Regions from separate parts of the Mus musculus genome. Here all the other regions are linked to region 1. A link is a contact called in public promoter capture Hi-C data. All regions are on one chromosome and are shown on one strand. The core of a region is the stretch at or near the end of the contact, and the rest is flanking DNA. Distances in the headings are between cores, read along the strand shown. Region 1 holds the start of Zfand5 (zinc finger, AN1-type domain 5). Region 2 holds the start of C030016D13Rik (RIKEN cDNA C030016D13 gene). Region 3 holds the start of Rfx3 (regulatory factor X, 3 (influences HLA class II expression)). Region 4 holds the start of Zfp91 (zinc finger protein 91). Region 5 holds the start of Ranbp6 (RAN binding protein 6).

Region 1 (2,700 bases), core at 126-2,625:
AATAAAAAGAGACAGACAATAAGGTATGCTCTATTTAAAAAAAATCTCTGAAGTTATTTTTATCCTCATAATTACGGTTTCCATTAGTCTCTAGCGCTTCAGGCAAGAGCATCCTTCATCATGACTGCCTTACCCTGACAAATGGACAGGGAGGGCATTTTTCTCAGTAAACTGCTGTGATAAATAAGGAGACCCTAAATGAAAAATAGATGACACTGAAATGGCTGGTAAATGGTAGCAGTTAGTTTTATTATTTACTAGTTTACAGAAATAAATCCCAAAGATCCTAGGACAAATGACCCAAACTAAGTCTGAAATACATTACTTGACCATAGCAATATAACCCCGAAATAGGTTTTTAAAATGTATTATGTACCGGTTAGTCCACTTGCTGTGCAGGGAGCAGTTAGATTTGGAGCATCAGGGCAGCACCCCTCCCCCACACTACTTCCACAATATCACAAATACAAAATCTAGAAATGAGGTTCGTGTGTCCCAGTCAAGGCCAACCCTAGGGTACCTTAGAGATAGGCCTAGGGTTTTTAAATACCCGAAATGAAGGACCCTAAGTGCATAAATGCCGTTAAGGTAGCCCTTCAAGGCCTACGGTTCTTAAATACCCGAAGTGAAGGACCCTAAGTGCATATTTGTAGCTAAGGTAGTAGCCCTTATGGATTTCGGCAGAGACATTTTGTGACCAGAACCCACGGAGAGACCAGCAGAAAGCTTCTTCTGTTCGTGCTCTGGGCAGGTACCCAGCACCTTGCCCTTGCCTGGGGTCCGGCTTGTTTGTCCCTCTTGCTCCATCTCATCAGGCTTGTCAGGGTTCTCCGTGCTTCACTGGAATAGTAAATTTCCAGGGGTTTCTATAGGCTGGCTTAACAGTTCAGAACGGCGGCGCGGGGCTGGGGCTGGTGGGCGGTCCTAGCTCAGAGCTGGCAGCGCACCGCGACCTTGGGCGGTGGCAGGCGGAGCTGCGGCGACACCCGGAACCCTGCCAGCCTCCTCCGGGCCGTGCCTTCCCGTCCCGCGGGGAGGGGACCCCGGCGGAGCTGGGGACGAAGCGTGAGAAACTGGGCTGGTGTGGGTGGCTGAGGGCGGACAATAGGGTTAAAAATAGAAGCGCTGCCTCCGTGGACCCGCCGCAGCAGCTCCACCCAGGGCCCCGCGGGCCGGAGGGTGACTGGGCGACGGTGACCGCAGCCTCCGGACTCGCCCCGCCCCCAAGTGCGGCCCCGCCCCCGGCTAGTGCCTGCAGGTCAGGGGCGGGGCCTCGTCCCGCGACGTCATCGCGCCGCGGGCGTGCCGACCGGGTTTTCGCTGACGCACAGGCCCCGCCCCCGCCGCCCTTTCCCTCAGATCCCGAGCGCCGGTCAGAGCCAGAGCGTCAGTCGTCGGGATCGCTGAGCGGTGTGCATCTGGTCAGGCGTCCGCTCGCTGCCCGGAGTCGCGCAGAGTCTCTGGCGAACGCGGAAGCCCGAAGAGCGCAGTCCTCGGGCCCCGTCGGCGCTCAGGCCTCTCCGCGCGCCTCCTCACTCGGCCGGGACGTCGCTGTGGAGGCGTGAGGTGCCGGCGGCCGGGCGCCTGGAGCGGCGCTAGCCCCGCGGCCTGCGGTTCTTCTCCTCCCCCGCCGCCCTCCCACCCGAGCTGCGGCGGGGCTCGGCCGCCTCGGCGCTTCTGCACGAACAAAGGAGGCCTCCGCGGCGCCAGCGCAGCTCCGCCTGCGCTCCGCTCCGCTCCGGCCCGCGGCGGCCGCTAGCCAGCCCTTCCCGGAGGCCTCAGCCCGGCCCACCGCCCGGCGTCGCGCGCCAGCTCGCTAGTGCATCCGGGCCCCCGCAGGGTAAGTGGCGCGAGCCGGGACGGCGCGGGGGCGGGAGCACGCCCGATCGGCGAGCACAAAGACGGGCCCGGCCGGGCCAGCGGGCTGGACGGGACAATGCCCGGCGTGCCGCGGCGCCGGGTGCCGGCCGGCCGACCGACCGACAGGATAGACAATGGCAGAGGCGGCTACTGCCGCGCCTGGCTCCCTGCACAGCCGAGTTGTTCCGGCGAGGGACCGTCGAGTGCATGACTCAGTGGTTTTTGGAGCAGGCCCTACCGGGCTTCCCGGAGCGCGGCCTGCGCTGCGAGGGGGGTGGGGGGCCTCTGGGTCCCGAACTCGGTCGAAATCGCTGGAACCGGGACTGACGGCTCTTCTCCCGGAGGGTTTTTAGTTTTTTCCAATGCGGTTAAGCTTCTCCCTCAAAATCCTTTGCATGGAAGCAAGTCGAGCGCCTCTCCCTTTGTTTCTTTCCTACGTGAACATTTGTGAAGTTGACATTTTGCTTGCTTTCCGTGCACTCCGTGTAGTTGTATTCTGAGGGAAGGTATTATAAGCTAACTGTCGATTGGAGCTGCCTAAGAATATTACCTGAGATAATTAGAAGAAAATAATATATAGGTCAGAGCCTCCTTTCTTAAAATCGGTATTTAGTAATCAAGGGAATAGTAAGATAGTAATTAATTTTATCTTATTTTGATTTTTTTAGGTGAGATTTCATTATTCAACTGCTGAAAATATTTCACTTTTACATTTCAAGTTTGTTTTTGAAGTGTCTCGCCCCAAAATAAGGGATTTCTTTTAGTTGTTCTAAATTGTTTTGTGGCTGGAACCGGTATTAAGTATGGAAAGAAGCTCTTAGAAAAAAAAAACTATTTGAC
Region 2 (2,700 bases), core at 173-2,672, 6.2 Mb after region 1:
CCTATTCCAAGATACAGTTAATGTAGCCACCTCATGTCCTTTTTTCCAGGTTATGTCCCCTTTGGGAGTTTAAGATTTTCATTATTAGACTGAGGTTATGCTTGGGCCAGGGGAAGGGGTGGCACATGACAGCAAAGAAGTGCTGCTCTCACAGTGACAAAGCTATGCGGCAGTCATGATGATGTTAACCCTGGTCACTTAAAGCACTGTTCACCAAGTTACTAAGCAATCAAATTAACGGCTAATCCAAGAGCAAGACAAGCAAATTAGGTATTCTAGACTGTGCAGCCTTGGGACCCTGAGATAACGTCCTACACAGACCTGAGTCCTCAACACTTCTTGATTATGTATATAACTGGCGTCTTATGCTTAATGTCTGAGACACAATCCTCTGCATTCCACTACAAATTACTATCTTTCTCTCCCTGTCTATTCCTGCTGTATTCAACGGGGACCATCTACTCCACTTCGCAGAGAGAAAACTGGAGCACGGCTCCTGATGTTCACTTCTTTGGTAGTCATCGTGTACCCAACAGTAAGTTATCCTGCAGTCTCCTTAAAGATACCTCTGTCTCTACTACCAACACTCAATGCAAATCATCAAAAATCTCCTTAAGAGAGTCAAGACCTACCATGAGCCTCCCGATCTTTTCTAATAATCCTTCATTATTTTATATGCCTAGGAACACAAAGCAAAATACTTCCCACTACACAAAAATAAAGAGACTCGACACCAAGGCTCCACAGTTCTACCTTCCTCTTTGTCCAGTCCGCGCCTTACTCCTGACTTCCACCTCCGGGACATCCCACTGCCTCTGTTTAAAATACTCTTGCCTCCCATCATGCTTGGCTTATGGATCGCTTCAGTTTTCCCTGCACTGCTCCTATGCACAACGTCTGACACGGGACGAGTGGGCTGACTGTGACTCGCACAGGCCGGAGTTTGACAGCGAAACTTGTTCCTTTAGCTCTACAATAATCAAGTTAACAGAGAGGGCTTAACCCCTGCCCTCGCCAGGGTTCCTCCAACTCCGGGCCAGAGAAGCGGCCAGGTAGACCGTCCCGGAGATGGAGCTGAAGACGCCGCTCGCCCACCACCCCGCAGAGCTCCCCGCTCCCGAGCGGCCGGCGGACACTCGCCCCACACTTCCCGCACCAAACTCTCCACAACACTCACCGCACACGTGGGGCAGAAACTCGCAGAGTTCCGCCACCACCCCCCGCCGCTTCCGCTTCCGCTTCCGCGTTCTGCCCCGCCCCGGATCCGCTGATTGTAGCGTTACGTCCTGGTACTGGGGTCAAGGGGTGGAGCTTAGGAAACACGAAATCCGTAGTTCCTGTTGGTCCATTTTCGCCACACCTCTCGTCTGAGAGGGCTGCATGAGTTTTGGCCCTCGAAGGGATCCGTCCCGTGGAAGACGAGTCCGTGGCTTGGGAAAGTGACGCTTGAGCCTGCAGATTTCTGGGAACGACGCGGGTTCTCGCGAGGGCCACCCAGGTCCTGAAGGAGTTAAAAGACAGCGAAGTCTGCAAGCTGGGTTAGCGTTGGGACAGCTCGCTCGTTAGTGTCTGTTTGCGTCGTTAGTCTAGCCTGGAGGGTAAAAGCTGTACCGGAGTCTCTTCTGTTGTAATCGTGTTTGCCAACACCCATGTCTCCCTTATTTCCCACCCTAGCTGCGAATCTCCGGATAAATTAGATCCCTCGGGAACCATAAGTGTAAAGAACGGAGCACAGTCAAATATTGTGAAAAGCTCTTTCCATAAATGTGTGTGTGGCGTTTTTAATGTAGGCCCGTTCTTGGGCATGCATTTTTTCCCCCACGGTTCCACTTTAGGATATATATTTAAGGTATTACTCCATTTTAGCGAGGAAGCAATAGAAACAAACTTGGTCTTGGGGGCTGCAGAGATGGCTAAGCTGTTTTCTGCTCTTGGAGAGGACTTGGGTTCATTTCCCAGCACCTACATGGCGGCAGTTCCAGGGGATCCCACGTCGCGCCAAACAACAGAACCTTACTGCCTAACTGTTCTGAAATGCAGATGTTAGTTGGTTGAGCAGGGGGCCCTTTTTGAAGCCCCAAGGAGTGAGTGGACGTCCCATGTATCTTCAGCATCTGGTGCTTCAGACGTTCCTTGGCTTATACCTGACTCCTGCCCCTGCCTTTCATTCTCTTCCGTCTTTGTTGTGAGAACACTTGTCAGTTTGTTAAGATAGCTTGCAAATAAGCTTAGAGACTATAATTCCCTGTGGACACTGTCTCTTGTGTCGCTGGTAACACATCTTTAAGTGTTACGGCTCTGTTAGGGGAAGGCTTCAGCTGCTGGGAAAGTTTCCCTGATGCAGGTGTTACAGCTTTGCTCTGGCTCATAGAAAATTTTCCCTGTGACAGTTCTGCTCCAAAAGGTATCCTGGCAGTCAGGAGCCAAGGAATACCACAAAGTCTTGCTGCACAACTAAGCTCAGGCAAGGGATTAATTTGGAGGGAAAAGCTAAGGAGGGTGGTTGCCCTGCTTGGAAGAGAAGCAACAGAGAACTGGGCAGAATTGGGGGATGGGGAAATATATCAGGATTCTGGGGTGGGGGGTTACTTTCCAGGGTGGTCTGGGATTTTATTTTACTTTTTTCTTGTACGGCGAGACCTGGGCTGGGAATGGCTATTACAGCCTTTAAAAGATGACCATTAGGGAAGTCAAGGGCAC
Region 3 (2,700 bases), core at 171-2,670, 6.7 Mb after region 1:
CCAAGGGAAAGGAATAGAGATGAAGATGGGAGAAGGAAAAAAAAAAAAAAAAAAACTCTCAAAGTACCATAACTGTCACAAATAGCGTTGTGAACTGAGTTCTCACAAAGCTTCCTTATATCCTTTTCCTGTTCATCACAGACAAAGTCTAAACCACAATGAAAATTGTTAACACTCTCCTGTGGGGAGGGAGGTGCATCAAAGTGAAACAGAACCTCAGGACTACCCCTCCCATCTCCACATGAAGGATAAAGCGCTGTCAGTAGCCACTAACCAAAGTAGCACAGATGCCCTGCATCCGGTTTAAATCACAAGCACACACACACACACACACACACACACACACAAACCCGAAAAGGGGAGGGGGGAGAGAGAGAGAGGAGAGGGAGAGGAGACAGAGGAGAGACAAGAGAGGAAAGAGGAGAGAAGAGAAACAGAGAAACAGACTTAAAAAAAAAATCTCTCAAGAGCAGCAGAGGCCCCCTAGTTTCAATGTGTGTGCAAATGGGGGGAAGGGGGGAGAAGACTGCTGAATGGATATTAAGACTGTTTGCAGCACAAAGAAAAATACAGTTTTAAAAGAAAAAAAAAAAAAAAGAATCCCGTGAGGCCAGTGATGGTCAAATAAGTGCAGTCCGTTCAGCAGCAGGCACAGAGGGGCCGAAACGAAGGGAGCGGGCTTCGGGAAAAGTTCACCGAGGTACCAGGATAAAAATAACAAAACCCCCAACAAGGCCCCGCAAGTGAACAACAACCACCACAGCGCAGCACCTTTTGGGGACCCCCCCTGCTCACTGCTGTCTATTTCGATTTGGAAAGCAGCAGCCACCAGGCAGCTTTGCAAAGCAGCGAATTAAAGAAAGAGAGAGGGAGAAAGCGAGCCCCTTCTCTCCACCTGCCCCTCCTCCTGGGCGCCCGCGGACCTGGGGGGGACGCTCCAACACCCGCGACGGACAGCGGCGGCTTCCTAGCCCGCTCGCCCCGCAGCCCCGGCTCCCGCTCCATCCCCGAGCGCCGAGGCCGGGCGGGCAGGCGCGCGGCGCCCACACCCCCGAGCCCGCCGCGCGCGGGTCCATTGTAAACAAGCCCCCGGGACCGAGCCCCTCAAGCGGCCGCAGCCGGTGTCAGGAGGGAGACCCCGCACAGCCACGCTCGCTCGCACACACGAACACACGCACGGACACACACGCTCCCACACACATGTAGAGAGACCGAAGAATATTCACCTTGGCTGTGGATTATTGTGGTGTTGTTGGTGGGTGATGGAGATGGTGGTGGTGGGGAGGAGGAGGAGGAGGAAGAGGAGGAGGAGGAGGAGAGGAGTAGTTGTTGTTGATGGGTAACAGTCGCCAGGACTACGGTGACTATGGCGCTTGATTCACAAGGCAACGGTTGCTATAACTCACAAAAGAGAGAGAGAGGGAGAGAGAGAGGGAGCGAGGGAGAGGGAGACACTCGCGCGGGGAGGGGCGGGGGGGAGGGAGGAGGGGAGAGGGCGGGCCCGAGAGCGCCGGAAGAAGCGGCTTCGGCGCCGTGACTGACAGCTCGGAGCCCGGGCGGGGGGCTGCGGTCGGGATTCCGACGTCGGTTTTTCCCCCGAGGTGCGCTTTAAGACTTGGCGGGCCCGGGGTCAGGGCGAGTCTGCCTGGAGGAACGGGACGGAGGACGCCGGGGAAAGCTGAGGGTCTGGAGGCGAGGGCTACTTTCCGTCAAAGGAGCCCCGCCTGCCTCTGCCGCCAGCTCTGTGCCCAGCCGCCCCGCAGCCGCGAGAGGAAAAGCGCGAAGCCAGGGGAGGGGGAGTGACGACGGAGCCAACACTGTGTGAGACGCGCGCTACCGCGGAGGCAGACCCCACTTTGAAGAGCGGGCTCCACCCCGGGGCGTACGTCATTTCCTGGGCGGCCCCAGCTAATATCCCGGATGTGCTGCGCTCCTCCCCTCTCTCTCCTCTCTTCCCCCCGCCCCGCTCAGGTTTTTTTTTTTTTTTTTTTTTTTTCTCCCCTCCCTCTCCGTGGTCGCCAGTGTGGTGTTTCCCGGTCGGTCGTTTATGCCTCGCGGGTGATCCCTTTCCCAGACTCTCTGCGGCCGGCGCGGGCCTCCAGGGTCTCGGCTTTGCCCTCCCCTCCATCGAATTCCGCTTTCTCGCGCCTCCCGAGGCCGCGGGGTCCTGAGGAGCGCGGGCGGCGGGGTGTGAGCGGTGCTCCCGCCGCCATCTTAGGGAGCGAGAGCCTGGGCGCGCGAACGGTGACCCATCTCGCTCGGCGCGGCCGCTACCTCCCTGCGGAACCGAGACGCCAAGTTAGCACCCTGCAGGACCGGGAGGAAGTGCCAAGGGGAAGGGAATTCGAGCTTTCCGAGGATGAGGGTCCCTACAGGGGTGGGTTAGACCTTTCAGAGTAGCCCTCGGTAGGTCCTTAAGGGGCTCTACCCTTTCAGAGTTGACGGGATGGATCCCAGCTAGACCAATCGCCCTATTAGCTGGCATCGGTTTCTTAACAGCCTGGGGGTAGCTTGTTCTTGAGCTGTGTTGGACACGGGAACGGCTTCTGTCCATGGAGAACATTATTAGCACACAACCTGGCACCTCAAACTCGAGTTGATAAGGCACAGCTTCTGAAACCTCATGGTTCAAGCATATTCGTCCAATTCTCCTCATACTGGAGTCCAGCAGGCACGTGCCCCCAGGCCCGCCAATACCCA
Region 4 (2,700 bases), core at 148-2,647, 8.5 Mb before region 1:
GTGCAGAAGCCAGAGTGAGGACCGAGCAGGCGGGAGGCAGAGGGCGTGCAGCCTGCACTGGGCGACTTCGGGCGTGGGCTGGCGGCCACAGGCAGTGAAGCAGCCGGAGCCCGGCCGCCAGCGGCGTGACATCTGGCGTGCCGAGCCGGCAGGGGGCAGAGCAAGCAGGGTGTCACGTGGAGCGGGCGCTACGGGAGCCGGGAGGGGAGAGAGAACTAGAGGGGGGTCTTCCCCAACGCTTCAAAGACTGTTACTCACTGGAGTCGCGGACTCTTCTTGCCCTGAGCAGGAGACGGGGGCTTCGCGGCCGCGGGCTGATGCCCTGGGCCGTCGGGAGGCCTGTTGCTGGGGCTGCTCCTCCGCCGGCGGGGATACTCGGCCTTTCTCCGGCGGGACACAGCGGCAGCGGCGGCGGCGGCGGCCGCAGCGGTCCGGCCGCGGTCCCGACCTCCCCTCAGCACGCGGCTGCTCGCGGTCTCTGCAGGCGCCGCCGGCGCCGCCGCCGCGCCGGGCCGGAGCTCCTCCGAAGCCGCGTCGGCCGCCGCTGCTGGGCCCCCTTCCTGGTCCTGCTGCTCCGGGGATCGCGGCTCCTCCGTCTCCCCCGGCATCGGGGCTCGTCCGTCCCCCACCCCTGCGTCCCAGGCGGTGGAGGCGGCGGCGCCCGCGGCGCAGCTCCCCCCGCCCCCCTCGGCTCCCGGAGCGTCCGGCTCCCTCACTCCGGAGCGCCTCTCTCCCCCCCGCCCCTCCGCCCGTTCCGAGGGCGCCCCCCCCCACCCGCCCCCTGCCACTCAAGCCAGCGACCGCCGGCGGCGCGCACGCGCGCACCCGGACGGACACGCAGCGGGCCAATCGGAGGGGAGGATCGGCCCCCCTGGCCCGGCCCCTCGCGGTCTCACACGCAGCAGCGCACTCGGTGCCCTCCCCCACCCCTTCCTCCAACCAATCAGGAAACGGCTCCGAGGGAGAGCGCGAGGTTTCCTTGCCCGCGCGCCCGTTCTCACCGTTAAACGGCTGCGTCTCGCGACAATCCCAAAGTGACCTTTCTCCCCCCCCACTTTGGAGTTCGGCTCAAGCTAGGGGCGGTGGGAGGGGCAGGGCTGGCGAGGGCGGAGGCGAGGACAAAACGCACCGTTCTCAGCCGCGCGCGCACCCCCCTGCCGGCTGCGCGCGCACCTGCCTCCCGGAGGCGCCGCTGTCCCCTCAAGGGTTCTTACTAGCCTAAGAAGTAGCCTGGACGTTATCCCGCCTCCACCCAGACCCCCACCTTCCTGCTCTGGCCTTTCTGTCCCCAGCGCCGCCAGCTCTCGAGGGGAGAAGTGGTAAATTATTTGAGTTGCAGCTTCTCCTTTAAGAAAAAAAAGGCCCTGTCCGTTGCCGGATGAAAGTCTCTGAAAAAATGGCGGCGATAGGATAGAGGCGGGGCCGAGGGGACAGCGCGGGATAGTCGTGAGGCGCACGCGCAGGGCCAACTTCGCCGAGGGCACTCTGGGAGACGTAGTCCTATTTACTCTGCGCTTCCAGAGAAATCATGGGAAACTAGAGGCAGAGGGAAGGCTGGGAGCGTCTATCTGAGGTCTGAGATTACGTTTTAGCGAGGCATTGCTTCCGGGTTAGGTCGCGACGCCTGCGTACAACTGGCAAAAATATTGAGCCAATTACAGGCTAGGGGTCCCTGGGAGAGAATCCTACTTCTTTTAATCTTTTTTTGTGTAAGTGCTCCGAAGTGCCCTCGTCATAGTCTTTACTTACTTCGGTCTGGTCATTTGACGCCTCCTCTGCGACCTGTTAGCTACGCTCCTTTTTATTCCTCCATCTTGTGTTGAGCCTCTCACTTGTGAAGCCCAGGAGGTTAGGGACTCGTTCTGCGTCTGTCAACTTAATTTTAATAAAACGTGTAGGACGAAGTGTAAAGTTGTTTCCTGGTAGGGATGGGGCGCCACGGAATTGCCGTTGGCTGTGGTGCTGGAGCTGGAGAGCCGGTTAGCGTGACTCACTGATTTTTTTGTGGATAAGTTAGCTGTCGCTCACGTTCTCCACCCCGAGGCTGAATGCCTTTGCGGTCTGTAGATGTTTCTGCGGCACAGGAAACACAGTCATAATAGCAGCTCTGACTAGCGTTTACAGCTAAGTACCTTCCTGATGGGGAAAGGGGGCTTTCCAATCGTTCAAACCGCAACTGGTGGTAATGCAGCCTCTTATACGTTTGTATGCATTTCTTTCCCTCTTAAACATTGTTTGCATTCCTTGGGTTGCCTTTTACACATTGCAACCAGGAAACGACTTTCAAGGAGACTCCTTACACTTCGAAGATGCAAACGTCTTAAGTTAAAATCTACACAACAGTATGGAAAGATACAAAGTTTGGAAATCTGATTCAGAATTTTATATTAGCCATTAAATTTTAGACTTTTAAAGAAGTTCATTTTTCTTTCTTCTTTTCCTCCCAGCATCTGGCTCATTTGCCACACAGATAAGGCAAATGTTTTATAGTCTACCGAGTTTTGCGCTTTCAAAGGATTAGTGTCCTTTTCAGTTCTAAAACCCGACGGTATCAGTAGGAATGAATTTTCTAGCGCTGTTTGCAATGAGCACGTTTGGAACAGCACTGACATCCAATGGCTGCTTAAAGTAATACAAAAAGCGAGCCTCTTAAAAAAGGTTTTAGTAAAATGAATGACTTGTTCCTTTTAAAAGATGATC
Region 5 (2,700 bases), core at 76-2,575, 8.5 Mb after region 1:
CATCTGTCCAAGTGTAGTACAGGCAGCAGCCCTTACCCTTGGATGAGGATCCTGAAGAAAAAGTAAAACCGAGTTAACTGTTTCATCTAGAATTGGTTCCATTTGCTGATGGCAACCTTCTCCAATGGCTGATAAGGCCATTAATCCGGCGTGTCGACATTTCCAGTCAGGGCTCTGAAGCATCTGCATGATATGCTCCTTGGTCATTGGCAAAACAACTTTCCCACCAAGTCCACAAGCCAGTCTGTCTAGGGCACTCTCAGCAGCAACCGCATTGCTGTCAAAGTCATCTTCTTCCATTTCATCAGCATTTACCCAGTCATCATCATCTTGAAGATCAACCATCATTGCTAATATATGAGGCACAGCCTGTGCAATAATATTCGTATGCTTTTTCAACATTGGAGTTGCAGTTTCAGATAAGGTGACTATTACTTCCAGAGCCAGCTGGCGTTGCAGGTTACTAAGCCTAGAGTCTCCACACAACTTCAGGCTCAACTGCAGAGTATCTTCTAGATAGGGACCCAAGTACTTAGGTACAGTATCTGCAATCTCAACAAGGGATTCTAGCACAGAATCATCATCCTGGTAGCAGGAATCATTCACAGCCTGTAAGATCCCAGGAAGCAAATCCGCAAAGTCTTTGAAAAGAGCAATATTGTTTTCATTAGCAAGGACGAACGTAGCTGCAGCTCTAGCAGATAATGTCCTGATTGCTGGATGCTCCTGATCTTGAATACACTGGTCCAACAACCTCTTGATGATATCCAAATCGTGACGATCCTGGTTCCCAAAAATCCCAGGAAAGTGCCAGAAAACGTGAAGTGCAACTTCCCACAGAACCACATTTTTAGAGTGAATCGAATCAATGAGGAATTTCAGACCTTCTGGCCAATGGTTAGTGCCACTCTCATCTATCAAATTCCTGGCCAGCACCGCAAAAATATCACAAAGCTTTTTCCTCATGCTAGCATGTGTTTCTAACTTAACGGCCAGTATCAGTTCAATCTTGACATCCCTCTGCACTTCAGGAGGTAGATTTGGATAGACCTCCTCAAACCCTGAGGACAAAAGCCGTCGTAGCAGTGCGGCAGCCATTTGTCTCACCTCATAACCTGCTCTTCTATTTCGGACGGCGTCTAAGAGAAATGTAGTCTTACACAGACCTGGGATATTCTCATAGACCTCCTCGGCTTGCCTCCGCACCATGCAGCTTGGATTGATCAGGTTCTTCAGAAGCTGGTAAAACTCCTGCTTTTCCGACACGGTCGCCGGCAACCCTGCAGACCCGGCCGCCGCCATCGCGTCCTGTCAAAGCTACCGCGACCGGGAAGGAGGGAGGGAGTCTGCGGCTGGGAGCGGTGACGTCAGTGAGGCGACGCCGGGGATGGGCGGGGCGCTGCTCCCACTCTCCGCTGCGGCGGGGTGAAGCTGGCAGGCGGGGGTCTGGGTTTTACAGGGTGGACGGAGCTGAGTGCGTTTTAGGGGTATCGTCCTGTTCTCCGACCGATGTGCTCCTGTAGAGGCTGGAAGGAGATGGGGAGAAATTCGCTCCGCAAGTCTACATACTGTATGATGCCGTTATTGTTTGTAAAAGACCTCGAATAAGCACCTCTAGACGAACTTTAATTAGCACCTGCTATGGAGTGAGGGAGGAGGGAAGAATGGAGTATAACTGCTGTCCGGGGATTTCTTTTTGAGGGTTGGTAAAAATGTTCTGCAGTTGATAGTGATGATGGTTCCCCCAATGTCATGCCGTTCTACTAAGAACTACCGAATTATACAATTTAAATTGTTAACTGGGTATAGTGAGTAAAACCATAATAAAACTACTTGCAAAATAAACTCAATCAAAGGTTAATGATTTCCTCCCCGTTGCCACACCCAAAGAAGTAGAACCCGAGATGTTCAAACTCGGGCGTACATCCCAATCTCTTGTCCTGTGGATTCTAACAGAGTGGGAAAGACAAATGAGTAAGGTGGGAGGTGATCTGGAGTAATGATAATGAAGCTTCTTGAATCCTGGTCTTCTATATACATTACTTTTGTATTTTTGTTACTCAAGATTTTCCTTATGTGTTTCTAAACTGTAATATGACAGTTCAGTTATTAGAATCCTAATTACCCATGAATAGGAAGCTGCAAAGATTACCCTAAGAACAAATTCCCCAAGGCTATGTATTTTTAATGTAGGCAGATGAGTTATTTAAAACCATAATTATAAGGTGTAACAGTCTGAGATCAGATCTTCCTCTCTGCCAGCCATTGTCACACTCATTTCAGCCCTAGGTAATTCTGTAAGGCTGATAAAGGCAGACAAAGCACTACTTTAAACCAAGAAATGAAGAGCCAGAGAGGCTGAGGCTCACAGCAGATGAGTCTAAATTCTACCTAGTCTTAAGGCAGTGGCACCTTTTGTCACCACAGAACATCCCCTATAGCCGCTGTTGCTTTTGCAACGTCATCAGAGACCTTCATTTATTGTGTTCTGTCTTAAACTTTGCCAAGAAATCTGAATTTCAGTCTTGTGAAATTCTGCTGCATATACACACAAAATGGAGAAAGTCTAGTTTCACATTAACAAGTTGACTGACCAAATAGGTGGTCTCATAAATTAATTTGTAATATGAAACTAGTCTCTGAACAGTGTTTCTCATTTGGTGAACCATTTCAAGGCCATTTAGGGTGTTTATTTTAAAA

Evidence for each region. Promoter capture Hi-C pulls out the DNA fragments that hold promoters and counts their contacts.
Region 2: a promoter capture Hi-C map of pre-B cells shows a contact between it and region 1, with 4 times the contacts expected there. A contact is called at or near these places in 2 of 39 promoter capture datasets (the C10 cell line and pre-B cells).
Region 3: a contact with region 1 is called in a promoter capture Hi-C map of pre-B cells, with 4 times the contacts expected there. A contact is called at or near these places in 1 of 39 promoter capture datasets (pre-B cells) and 1 of 484 Hi-C or Micro-C datasets (CD4 T cells).
Region 4: a promoter capture Hi-C map of pre-B cells shows a contact between it and region 1, with 2.6 times the contacts expected there. A contact is called at or near these places in 4 of 39 promoter capture datasets (the C10 cell line, cranial neural crest, liver and 1 more).
Region 5: a promoter capture Hi-C map of pre-B cells shows a contact between it and region 1, with 2.4 times the contacts expected there.

The regions. Positions count from the first base shown.
Region 1 is chr19:21,270,903-21,273,602 of GRCm38.p6, forward strand. Zfand5 (zinc finger, AN1-type domain 5) reads left to right here and starts at 1,376. Exons shown (of 6, transcript NM_009551.5): 1 at 1,376-1,840. LOC115489044 (atherin-like) reads left to right here and starts at 556. Exons shown (of 2, transcript XM_030251153.1): 1 at 556-588; 2 at 873-1,840. The coding sequence starts at 556. The coding sequence ends at 1,565.
Region 2 is chr19:27,428,615-27,431,314 of GRCm38.p6, forward strand. It overlaps C030016D13Rik (RIKEN cDNA C030016D13 gene), which reads left to right and starts at 1,423. Exons shown (of 1, transcript NR_027987.1): 1 at 1,423-2,700. It overlaps Pum3 (pumilio RNA-binding family member 3), which reads right to left and starts at 1,294. Exons shown (of 18, transcript NM_177474.5): 1 at 1,178-1,294.
Region 3 is chr19:28,009,746-28,012,445 of GRCm38.p6, forward strand. It overlaps Rfx3 (regulatory factor X, 3 (influences HLA class II expression)), which reads right to left and starts at 1,421. Exons shown (of 17, transcript NM_011265.3): 1 at 1,227-1,421.
Region 4 is chr19:12,794,726-12,797,425 of GRCm38.p6, forward strand. It overlaps Zfp91 (zinc finger protein 91), which reads right to left and starts at 1,398. Exons shown (of 11, transcript NM_053009.3): 1 at 259-1,398. The coding sequence starts at 608. Gm44505 (predicted readthrough transcript (NMD candidate), 44505) reads right to left here and starts at 1,398. Exons shown (of 13, transcript NR_024093.1): 1 at 259-1,398. It also overlaps a transcript of Lpxn not described here.
Region 5 is chr19:29,811,649-29,814,348 of GRCm38.p6, forward strand. It overlaps Ranbp6 (RAN binding protein 6), which reads right to left and starts at 1,326. Exons shown (of 1, transcript NM_177721.4): 1 at 1-1,326. The coding sequence starts at 1,302.